Linked DNA regions of Gossypium hirsutum: region 1 is linked to region 2. A link is a contact called in public Hi-C data. All regions are on one chromosome and are shown on one strand. The core of a region is the stretch at or near the end of the contact, and the rest is flanking DNA. Distances in the headings are between cores, read along the strand shown. Region 1 holds the start of LOC107897030 (transcription factor bHLH104). Region 2 has its middle 36 kb from the start of LOC107895871.

What was found. A called contact is a pair of places that touch in the nucleus more often than the background predicts.
Region 1: a Hi-C map of leaf shows a contact between it and region 2, with 2.6 times the contacts expected there. The contact joins the promoter of LOC107897030 here to the enhancer-like site in region 2. A contact is called at or near these places in 3 of 34 Hi-C or Micro-C datasets (anther, hypocotyl and leaf).

The regions. Positions count from the first base shown.
Region 1 is chrA10:35,222,677-35,228,252 of Gossypium_hirsutum_v2.1, forward strand. It overlaps LOC107897030 (transcription factor bHLH104), which reads left to right and starts at 1,443. Exons shown (of 5, transcript XM_016822358.2): 1 at 1,443-1,820; 2 at 1,940-2,002; 3 at 2,233-2,310; 4 at 2,884-3,046; 5 at 3,627-4,167. The coding sequence starts at 1,735. The coding sequence ends at 3,875.
Region 2 is chrA10:34,951,436-34,957,665 of Gossypium_hirsutum_v2.1, forward strand. No RefSeq gene overlaps it. Among protein-coding and RNA genes, the nearest start is that of LOC107895871, 36 kb to the right of the region's middle. Within about 2 kb of position 1,301, at least 5 of the 9 cell types and tissues checked have an H3K27ac peak or open chromatin away from gene starts, as enhancers often do. A contact at or near this core is called in hypocotyl and leaf, where this site is marked.

The DNA of each region.
Region 1 (5,576 bases), core at 193-2,692, 270 kb after region 2:
CCCTTTTACAAAGCTCAAACGGTGAAAATAAAGAAATGAGGTTGAAGATGACCTTTTTCTTTTCTTTTAATATTATTTACCTAACTTTTAACTTAACAAAATTAATATTTATTTATTTAGGAATTAAGCACTAACAGTATAAACTTTAGCACTACTATATATTTATTTAAAAAATTAACATTTACTATTTAAGCCACTTAACTAATACAAATTAATAATGTATAATTTTTGTAGTTTTTATGATTTAGTCCTTTTTTCAATTAACTATTAAATCATTAAAAATACCAAACTAAGCTTCAATCCACTAATACAATAACTCCGTAAAATATTTAATAAAAATATTTATGACCTCAGCTTGTGAAAATGAGGTCCTAATACCTCATTTTTCAAAATCACCAACTTTCGGTATGTACCACTTATACTTTAACTAACTGAACAATTAATAAAATCCATTAAATCACAGTTCACTATTATCATATATTTAAATCATAAATATTAATTAAATATATCTACAAACCCACTCATCATAATTGTGGTCCCAAAATCACTATTTTTGACACTACTGAAAAATGATCTATTACATTAAGGATACTACTTTGGTGGAGGTGGAGAAAAAGAATAAGTTCATTATACTGGAAAGCCCCTTTGTTTTTCCCTAGGATTATAGTCTCAAACTTATGTATGGAGTTTATAAAGCATCCTCTTCCAATATCATGAAACTTGAACCCAGAACAACATAATCACCGTCACTGGAGGGCCCGAGTTATACTTCAACCTGTGACCGCATAGCCACTTTCAACTAGGAGTCCTAGTTATATTTCAACATGTGACCATATAACCACCATGAACTAGGAGTTTAAGTTGCAACGCGATGGGATTCTAAGGTAATGGTTCCATTCCCATATGACAAATGAAATATATGGGTCTTCGAGCACCATCGTGTTACCGTGAACTCAAAGATACCTTAAAATTATCAAAATGTCTACCTCAAGCACAAACAAAAATAAATATTTCTCCTAAAATCTTTCTCTATAAACACAAACACTCAATACAAAAAAAAAAAAAGAAGAAGAAGAAGTAGAAAACACATCCTATAGGAAACGTTTTCTGCTAAAGTGTTAGCCAAGAGGCTAAAAGTGCACCCTAGCTCCTATCAGACGTGTTTTTTGTTTCTCTCTCCAAAATCGACTTATTTCTTTAAGTATTAAAAAAATCAACCTAAAACCTTAATTATTTTTTAAAGATAATATTTTTATCAAAATTACCCATTATTTTCCACTTCATAAAAAAAATGGTACCAAATGCTTAAACAACTTCATTTTTAATTATTTCATAATTAAATTAGTATTTCACGGCTAAACTTAAAAATAATATAAGTAAACATAGATTGAAAAGTAATAATATAATGTATAAAAAAATAAAATATGAAATCCCAAAAATATATGAACCGCCGAAATTGAAGTGGCGGGTATAAGTGATAGCCACTTTGGAGGTCAAACTCAGAATATCAATAACGACGCGGCGGCGCGCAGCCCGGTCATTTCACTAACTCACCCTTCTCCACGTGTTCTTATGTCACTGGATATATGCTTCCATATTCAACCAAAAAAAAAAAAGGAAGAATATTTTCAATTCCCAAAATTTCCTACAAATATATTTTTACCTTATTATATCACGCCGAATTTCCCAGAAAAAAAAAAGAATTTAAAGATTTAAGAGTCGTAGTGGTGCAAAATGGATTTAATAGAAGATTGGGATTTTCTGGATTATAGTTTCATCGATGAAAATACATCTCCAGATATACTTTTGCCCAATTACAGGTTTTTTCCCCCAAAAGAATTTCGATTTAATCTAGGTTTTGTTTTTCTCAGTAACTTGTTATAATTCGGTATTTTTTCCCCTTGAGATTTGAATTTGAATTACAATTATTGTTCCGTAGCGGCAGGGAAATTGTTGTGCATCAAGAAAAGGGATTCGTCGATAGAGATTGCTCGCGCAAGAGGTATTGTCTCAATCCATATTTCAATGTTTCTCTAATTTCTTAAAGGTTTATGGGTATTTAATTGTCGAATATAATATAAAGTAGGTTTTTTGTTTGGACCCATGACGCTTAGTTCTTAGAACAAAAAACAAACTTTTTTTTTTTGCTTTATGTTTACTTGTTATTGAATTTGACATCAGCTTAAAATCTTAATTTGAAAGACTGATATTAGAAATTGATGGCATTTATAGGGGACGCAGTGGATCATGCAGCAGGCCAGGGACTAAAGCTTGCCGTGAGAAATTAAGACGGGAGAAATTGAATGAAAGGTATGTATTTTTTTTTGGGTAAAAGTACTATAAAGGCCCCTCTACTAAAAATAACGAGTAAATTAATCCCTGTACATTAGATCAAATAGTAAATTAGTCTTTAATGTTAAAAAATCTATTTATTTGTACCGTAAAAAACTACTGCCCTTGATGGAATAACTAGACAGTGAGGTGCCACGTTTACGTCATGCTAACGTAGAGAGACCAATTTTTAACTATAGAAATGGATGAAATTTTTAACAGGACAGGTTTGGTCTCTAATCTAATGTATAATGACTAATTTACTTATTTTTCGAGTAGAGGGGGCAAAATGCAATCTGATTTCTACTATTGGGGCTTTTATGGTACTTTCACCATCTTCTTCCATTAGTTTCTTCATCAAAGTTTTCGAACCTTTTATATTTTCTTTCTAATTTTTGAAGCAAAGGTATTGTTTTTGGTTAATATTGCATTTTTTTTCTTTTCTTTTCTGGTATTCATATTGGTGATAACATTTTATCAAAGGTACACTTTTTACAGCACATTAATCAGGCTGTGAATGTCAAAGAATCAGATTTTGTTATTCTCTTGTAGGTTTCTGGATCTAAGCTCTATTTTGGAACCTGGGAGACCTGCCAGGACTGACAAATCCGCAATACTGGATGATGCAATCAGAGTTCTGACCCAACTAAGAACTGACGCTCAGGAGCTCAAAGAAACAAATGAAAAGCTATTGGAGGAAATAAAAAGTTTAAAGGTTAGTTTTCCTTCTCTTTAGGTAAAACTAGATATTCACATCATGTTTGTTCCATAATTTGCTCAAATCTTCAGTAAACTGCTAGTCTTTTAACTCTTTGATTTGTTAAGCAACATTCTTTGGCCTCTGAACCATGCAAGGTGTATGTTGCTGACTTTAATTTTGGTTTATCAGTATCGTTTGGATCAGTTTACCGTGTTGAGATACATAGACGAAAATTGATAAGTTAATTGTTGTGCTCATTTGTGATACAATTTGGTGTAGCTGACATCCTGTTCAGTGCCATGTCTTCATTAATGCAAATTTTAATCATTTGCATTTGTATGCAACTAATAAATGGAAATATCGTAGACTTGTCTAGCTTAAAACAAGTTGGTCTTTAACTGAATTAGCGACAAAAAGAAATCTTTGAAAAGTTGAGCTTGGAAAGTAGGCATCCTAAAGTTCCAGACCTTTAAAATTGGCTGAGACATATAGATACTCATTTTGTTGATGAATTGTTTCTGTTGTTTCCGATTGCATCGTATATTATACTGTCTTCATTTTCTTTCCCATTTTCCTTAACTTCCCAATACAACAGGCTGAGAAGAATGAAATTCGTGATGAGAAGCTTGTACTGAAGGCAAATAAAGAAAGGATAGAGCAACAGTCGAAAACATTGAACGTTTCACCAGCTAGATATCTTCCTGCTCACCCGGCAGGGTATCATGCCGCGACAAACAAGATGGCAGTTTTTCCTGGTTATGGTTTGGTCCCAATGTGGCAATATTTACCTCCATCATCACGGGATACGTCTCAGGATCATGAGCTTAGGCCCCCTGCAGCGTAGTGCTTTTTTCTTCATTTTGAATTCGAGTATCCTCGCATGGTTTTGGCCTTGGCTGATCTGTAGATATGCTATTGAAAGGTTGATTATCCCATTTTAAATTCAGCCATTGGTTCTATTCACTGCTGCTTCAGATTGTTAATCTGAAATTTCTTATTTGGACAGAGTTTTCAGAGTTGCAGCTTCCAATGAATTCAATGTTAATCCTACTTGTTATAGACTCAAGTCAAATTGTGATAGTTTCTGGTCTGTGGCTTTGAATTCTTTAATGTGACTTGGTTTTGGAGTTTGATCCTGCTAGACCAACTTACAGCTTGCTCCTCTGATTGGGTTACGTTTGGGTTACTTACTAACTTTTGTCATCAAATCATCCAACTATCAAAAGTTATATTATGATCATTTTTGTTATCAAATTGTTACTTTTTGATCAATCATCTGCTGACTTTTGTTCCCTATTAATGAAATAATATGGAATTATAATTAAAACATTAGTTTGGTATTTTTTTAAAAAATATAATGGTAATTTTTTAAAAAAAAATTAAAAAATAAAAATATCATAAAATTCTAAAGAAAACAAAATCAAAGAATTCATAATTTATTTTATATAAAAAATTATGAAAATATTTTTAAATTTATAATTATTTGAAACAAATTGAAAAATTCATAGAATTCATATTTTTTATTATTATAAAATTTGATTGAATTTAAATTTATACTTTCAAAATGATTCGAAAGGAAAAAAATTGTTAACTCTCCTTGAGCTCACTAAACAATGTAGACATAATATATATTTGTAACTTTTGTGTCATAATCGTGATTAAGTTATTTTGTAATTATATTTTACTTTAAAAATAATAATTTAAACTTGACCAAATTAAATCTATATTTTCAAAGTTATCCTTCAATTCTTTTTGTATTTATTATTTTATTTAAAAATAATAATTCAATTTTTTATGAACATAATACAAACATCTTACCATGCGAAGATTAATAACTTATAAAATAAAGTTAAAAAATATATTAAACTAAAATAAATATTAATATAAAAAAGTATGGATTTGAAAAAACTCATAATGATTTTTGTTTTTATTTTTCATCATATTACACAATCAATATTTTAAAAATAATTATTGTAGCGACGTAAAAATTTTAGCTTAACTTGGTCGCTAATTGTGGCGATTTATTGAAAAAAAGTTTGAAATTTGACATTTGATTTTTGAAATAAACAGGGAGTCGCCACCGATCCTTTTTTCTAGGTGTGATCGGACACCTATTAGATCTCTTATTAAAACAAATAAAAGGCTGAGTTTAGGTCTACGTTAAAATCCAGAGAAAATTTAGGGTTCGGGAGTCGGTTACGTGCGAGAAAGGTCCCAAAATTGGTACTTATAAACAAGTGTTGTCTTAATTTTCAAAATTTCAAGTTCAAAGTAACCTTGAATCGTGACTGAGTAAAACACGAGAAATTTCAAGTTTCGTTTTCTTTTGAGAAGGATATACCGTTTTAACACGAGTCGATTGATATTCACCCAACATAGCGATGAAATCAATGGCTTAACGTTAAATCGGTACGTTGCCTTGATTATTGAAATTAATTAGAAAACAAGAATATGGTTTTCAAAGTAATGCAAAGCAAATTAATAAAAAAAATAAATAAAAGACAAATCTAGAGGTACATTGAAGCGAATATAAATGTGACAATAA
Region 2 (6,230 bases), core at 51-2,550:
ATACGCAGGAGATGATACACGAGGCAGTGTGGAAAAGATGAAATCCAAGTGTCATTGGCTAGTGCTCAGTCAAGCCTCTCATACGTGTTACCTCTTTTCCAAGTAAAGGCAAGCCCAATGAACCCAAAATCCTACAAATGACAAGGATCAACAAAATTACTAAAAGACGTACACCTCTTCCTTGTGCCACGATCACTTTTCTTTTCATTAGGTGATATAATAGCATTAAAGTCACCCATAATCATCCACAGAATAGGATCTTGGGGCAACAGAGCTGCCAAGTCATACCATAACGACTTTCTTCTTCCCCTATCTTGGCTACCATAAACAAAAAATATAAAAAAAAGAGTTTGAGGGAACACTGCCAAAAACACAAAGTAGGATGAGTTGAGTGTGGTTATGAATGATACTAATCCGTACAAAATCCTTCCAGCCCACCCAAATACCCCTTGAAAATCCAATAGCTTTAATTCGGTAAGAAGAATTAAAACCTAATTTATCAATAATTGAATTTTTTTACAGCTTACTCTCAGTTCCAACAAACACAATATCCGAATTATGCTCAAACATGAACTCGCAAAAAAGATGAAGAATTTTGCTGCTCGCGCAACCTTGACAATTCTAAGAAAATATAGTTTGATTTAAATCCATATAAAATAAATTAAAGGAAAATAAATTGAAATCTTACTGTCTAGAAAATACCCTTTAGAATTGAGGTTCTTTAACTAGATTTGGTTCACCTTGGCCTAATTCCTCGATAAACTTTATTGAAATAAAATTTGCCAAAACAGTCATTGTATCACGCAATAAAGGTTTAGAGAAACTATTGACCTTAAACCTGCTCCCTCTCCTATGTATAATTTTATTAAGTTTCTTAGAAACCCATGCTCCCCCAACTTTCTCCCCCAAAATCTTCCCTAGTATCTTAAAGTTTTCAACCCCCAAAACTAAAATAGTGTCCCCCTCTGTCGATACACCGTCACTTGAATTTTTAACTTCCTTAAATGTTATGGTTGTATGTCTGTTGGGGTTGAAGCCAGCATTGGAATCAGCGATTAGAACTTTGATAGGTCCTGCAATGCTGAACTTAGCGAGCTACAGATTCGAGGGCACAACTATTTCCTCCGTTAAAAAGGATTGATTCCAAATCTACAGACCCACCATCGCCAGTCCAAACCTTTATTTCAATTCCAGTAATTGTTGCTACCAATTTTTATGGTCGACCAAATTTCTCTACTGCCCAATAATGAAAGGGCGGATCCTCACTTACCACTGGTCCAATAGATGACTCGATCTCATGACTTAGTTTGATACCCAACATCAACCTATTCTCCCTAAGGTTCAAGAAACATCCATAATCCAAGGGCTTTGGATTATTAGTTTGTTTTTTAGACCAAACAAGCCCAACTTTTGGTCTTTTAACAGTCTGTTTTAGTTTTGAAGGCCTACCAAGTATTTGAAGTCTAACTTAGTGAGAGGGCCTTTATATTGAGCCCTAAAATCCAGTTGGCCTTCATTCAAGTAGGGGGCTTCTGTCCCTTGAATACCTCCAGTCAAGGTTTCCTTCCTCTTATTGCTTCGATTAGCCAGACTATCATCTTTATCACTAGGTTTATTTCCAAAATTATTTACCATTTTGGTTAAAGCTCTAAAACGGGACCCTTTATTTTTTTCGTCGTGATTCTAACAACCTCTTTTGGTGAACCCCTTGCTTTCCTCCTAGATTTCTTCTCAATAAGCATCCATGGCCCGTAAATTTTGCTAGTCACCTTCGAGTCATTAACTTTAATACTCTCCACCTCTAGCAATGGTTTAGACAGCGTTAGATGCTTCCCAAATTTGGGTTCAAAGACTCTAAAGGGGAAAACATCCTTCATATATCTATATCTACCACGGTGAAAACAAACCGTTGGTAGAAATTCATCTTTTTTTATTTTATCATTGAATAGGATTTGAGACACCAAAGGTTTATCTAGATTCACATACATTGCCATGCAAGCAAATCCTCCTCTTATTCTATTATTTGTATTCAAATCAAGTTTGGCAACTTTACCCACCAGGCCTCCTATTTCCACTAAGATCTTGTGTTCATACATATATCCCGGCAGCCCTAGAAGTTTGATCCATGACATAACCACGCTCGAAATGTTTATGTTGGATTGAATGACACCGTCCATAGTTGCATATCAGGTATTGACCAAAAGTAATCCACGAACCTTCCAAGAGTACTTTTTTGTAGCCAACCTTATTATCGAATTTGGGCAGGAAGTAGCCATTCTCGATGTCCATTAAATGCAACGACGACAAAGGCTTCTATAAATTGTAAATCTTTTTTTTTGTAAGACCAGGAAACTAATATTACGTCCCAGAAGCTTTAATATCAATGTTATCCATATCTTGAATAATAATACGTTGAATTTTGTTTCAAAATTTGGTTAAAGAAATACCATTGTTGAATGTTTTTTGTACATCGTCTTCCAACAATTCAAAATCCTCTTTTTTTCTCTAGGTTAATCCCAGCAGAATTAGAAGAAGATCCAACTAATTTGTCTTTCCAAGAGGTTGTTGGTTTCTCAATTTGATTTACCTCTAACTCTATATTCACACTTTCATCTTTATCCCTAAAATGGACTTTCTTAGGGATTAAACCTTCTGTGAAGCATACTCCAGACACAATAAGGTAGTGATTAAGAGTAATAATTTTATTATATAATAAGTGAAAATGAATCATAGCCATCTTTGGTAAAGTCAAATCAATTTACATTTTCTTTTATTTTTCTATGATGATGTTATGAGCTCATTTATAGGGGACTCTCAAGCATTTACTTTAATCTCTATAGAGTTCATATATTAAACTAATATTAATTTTTAATTTAGATTTGATTTTATGTATTTGATATTTAATTATTTTTTTAAATATTTTATTTTTAATTATAGTAATTAATGTAAAATAATATTTTTATTTGAGTTATTGACTATGATTAAAACATATTAGCTTATCTCTTCAAATATCATAATAAAAAAATTTTCAAATCATAATTAAAGCATTTTTAACATACTCAACATATGATATAGTTTTAATTTATATAATTAATATAAAGTAACAATATTCAAAATAATAACTAATGAACATAATTAATTTTAATAATAATTATGTGATAATTAATATATTAGAATTTCATAATAACTTTATTTTACATATGGCCCCTAACATAAAAATCTCTACATTAACTCCTTCTCATTCTTCTTTTCCTTGGGTTTATTGTTGGGCTTTTCCTTTCAATTCTGTGGTTTTCCATTGCCATTATTACCACCATTGTCATTTTTAACATGTTCTTTATCTCACCCTCCATTGTTTATCTCTTTGGGCTTGGAAGACTTGAACTTGTCTTTCCTCAGACCAAATTTAATTAAGGACTCTACTACGATCATGGCTTTGGCCAGTTCTTGGACCCCTCAATGTTCCACTTCCTGCTTGGCCCATGACTTCAACCTATCCATGAAATAGAAGAATGTCTAATTATCACTCAAATTGGAAATTTAGAACATTAGTTCACTAAACTTGATCTACCGTAATTTGATACATCAAATTAGGCTCTCCATAACACTAGAGGAGCTTATTCTCAAGTAGTTTAGGTGTCTTTTCTTCACTTTTGTTGATTTTTAGATTTTGTTATTAACAAATTATTTTTATTAGTTTTATGCCCTTTTGATACCCAAAATGGCCAAATGGTGCCACGGGAACCTAATGATGTGATTGAGTCGGTGTAGGAAGCTGACAATGACCCGAGCTTGAGGAAATCATCATTCATAGTGGGTATCACAATACTGAGGCCATTGAAGTCTTCATACCCCTGAAGTTGCTAAAGTAAAGAAAATTGAGGTCAACTTCAGTGATATCGTGACACTGAGGATGGGTATCGCGACACTGAAACCTAGGAGTTGCAATACCACTGTTGGACGAGGAAAAAATTGGCTGCATGGGTAGTTTTTGTCCAACACCAACTCTAATCAAAATTCAACATCTTAAGACACTTTTATCCAAAAATTTTGGATTGTATTTAGTTGTTGGCTAATAGCTTTAAAGGAATCACCTTTAACATTATTCCACACACTTTTTTTATCAATTTTAACTAAGTAGTTATTTCCTATTCATCTTTTTAGGGTTTTAGTTTATCACTTTTCTGGTTTTTAGTTGTTAGTTAGTTAGTTGTTACTGTAGCTAAGTGTTATTTACATTTTCGTACTCAAACTTTAGCTTGTATTTTTAATTTATCTGAGAGTTTTTAATATATCTAAGCTTTATTTTCATTTTAAAAGCTTAAAAATATGATCCTTGATGATTTTTTTTCACCTCTATTGTTGCATGCATCTTCTCTCTCAAGCATCCATCAAGAAATTACTAAGCTTTTTTATCCTTACTTTTAGTGCTTAATCTAGTATATGCTTTGAATGTTTATTGAGCTATTGTTTGTATGGAAATGATGTTAGGCAATTAAATTTATGGTGTTTGGTTGATTGAAATGTTGATTGTTAGTTTTTGATACAGTGACTAAATTGTAAAAACTGGACTAAATTTAAGAAAATTTAAAACATAGAATTGACACATCTAAGGGAACAATAGATAGGTGGGACTGAGAGGAGATCTTATTGGGTATCAATTCATTTATCCCGCGTTAGTTTGGTGAGGTCACGTCTAATCTGGTAAAATGATGACCGAAAGGTAAAATTGAGTCAATTAGAAGTTTAGGCTTTTTAGATCCCTAATCTAAAGACTAATCAGTAACATAAAAGTCAACCAACCATTTTCTTTTATTGGATTGTTAATTTCGTAGTTATATGGATTTACAATTTGGTCCTTGTTAGTGTTAGGTAGTTAATTAGCTTAATTAACCCTGATCGTGAATTATTGTAATATAAAACTTAACGAGTAGTGTGATATCGCGAATTAGGGCCTAAATAGAATAGTGATTTCGAAACCACAATTCTGAAGTAGAAAATTTTATTCCAATTAATTCTTATAATTTATTGAGTGATTAGATTCATGTGTTAGAATATCGATAGAAAATTTCATGAATTGCATGTCTAATTTGCCTATTAGGACTTAATTGCAAAAGTTGATAAATATGAGTTTTAGATGTTAAAGGATTTAATTGAAGAGCATAGTTGAAGTAGAGGTCCTTAAATGGTAATTATACCATTAGGTTTTCATGGACAAAAGTGGACAGACATAGGCAGGAATAACCAAAGTTTTTAATGAAGGGTATTTTAGTCATTTGGCAATTAAAAGATTAAGAAAAGGAAAAAGACGGCAAAATATGTCTATCTTCTTCATTAGGATGAAATTTCAAGGGTTCTCCATAGCTAGGGTTTGTTTCAAGCTTCCAAGCTCCATAGTAAGTGATTCCAAGCCCCGTTTTTAATGTTCTTTACGTTTTTGGAGTCCCGGTAACTTGATTTAGCTTATTCTACCAATAATTTAACCTAGGGTTTATATTTGGAAAAATACCCATAGGTTAAATGTGTTTATTTTGATGTTTTATGATAGAATATGAAGCTTTAAATTGTTTTAAATAACTTTTGCTAAACAATTTTACGTGAAAACGAGTAAAATGACATAATCGGCAAAAATACCTAATGTTTATAACTACATGTTAGAGTGAGAATTTGATGTTGCCATAGAAGGGAAAAATGATCATCATGTCATAAAACATAATTTTTTGGAAAAAAAATTAATTTTTGAGCTTTGGGGCAAAATTGTAAATATGCAAAAGTTTAGGGGCAAAATCATAATTTTTTCAAAGCTAGAGTTAAGGACTATTTTAATAGATGTGAGTATTAAATCAGCTAAATTTGTTATTTTAAACCAAGAAAGACGTGGAATTGACCTTGATTGGGGAAAGGAAAAGATTGTGGACTAAATTGCAAAATTTCTTTATTTTGTACCAAGGTAAGTTCAGGTGTAAATGTAGTAACATAATTGTCATTTTAAGTAATTTAATGTTATTTATATGATATGATGATTAATATCATGAAATATTATGCTTTGTGGTTATTATTGAGTAATATGCAAATTATGTGTGCTACTTGTTAAATATGAATTGCTACCAAATATCAGTTTCAATATTCTGTGGAAGACGGCAAATATGTGTGATCTAGGAAAAAGCCCGTTTGAACCTTGGGAATAGATTAGAATACAAGTGACATGTCACTAAGATTTTTGAGTTCCG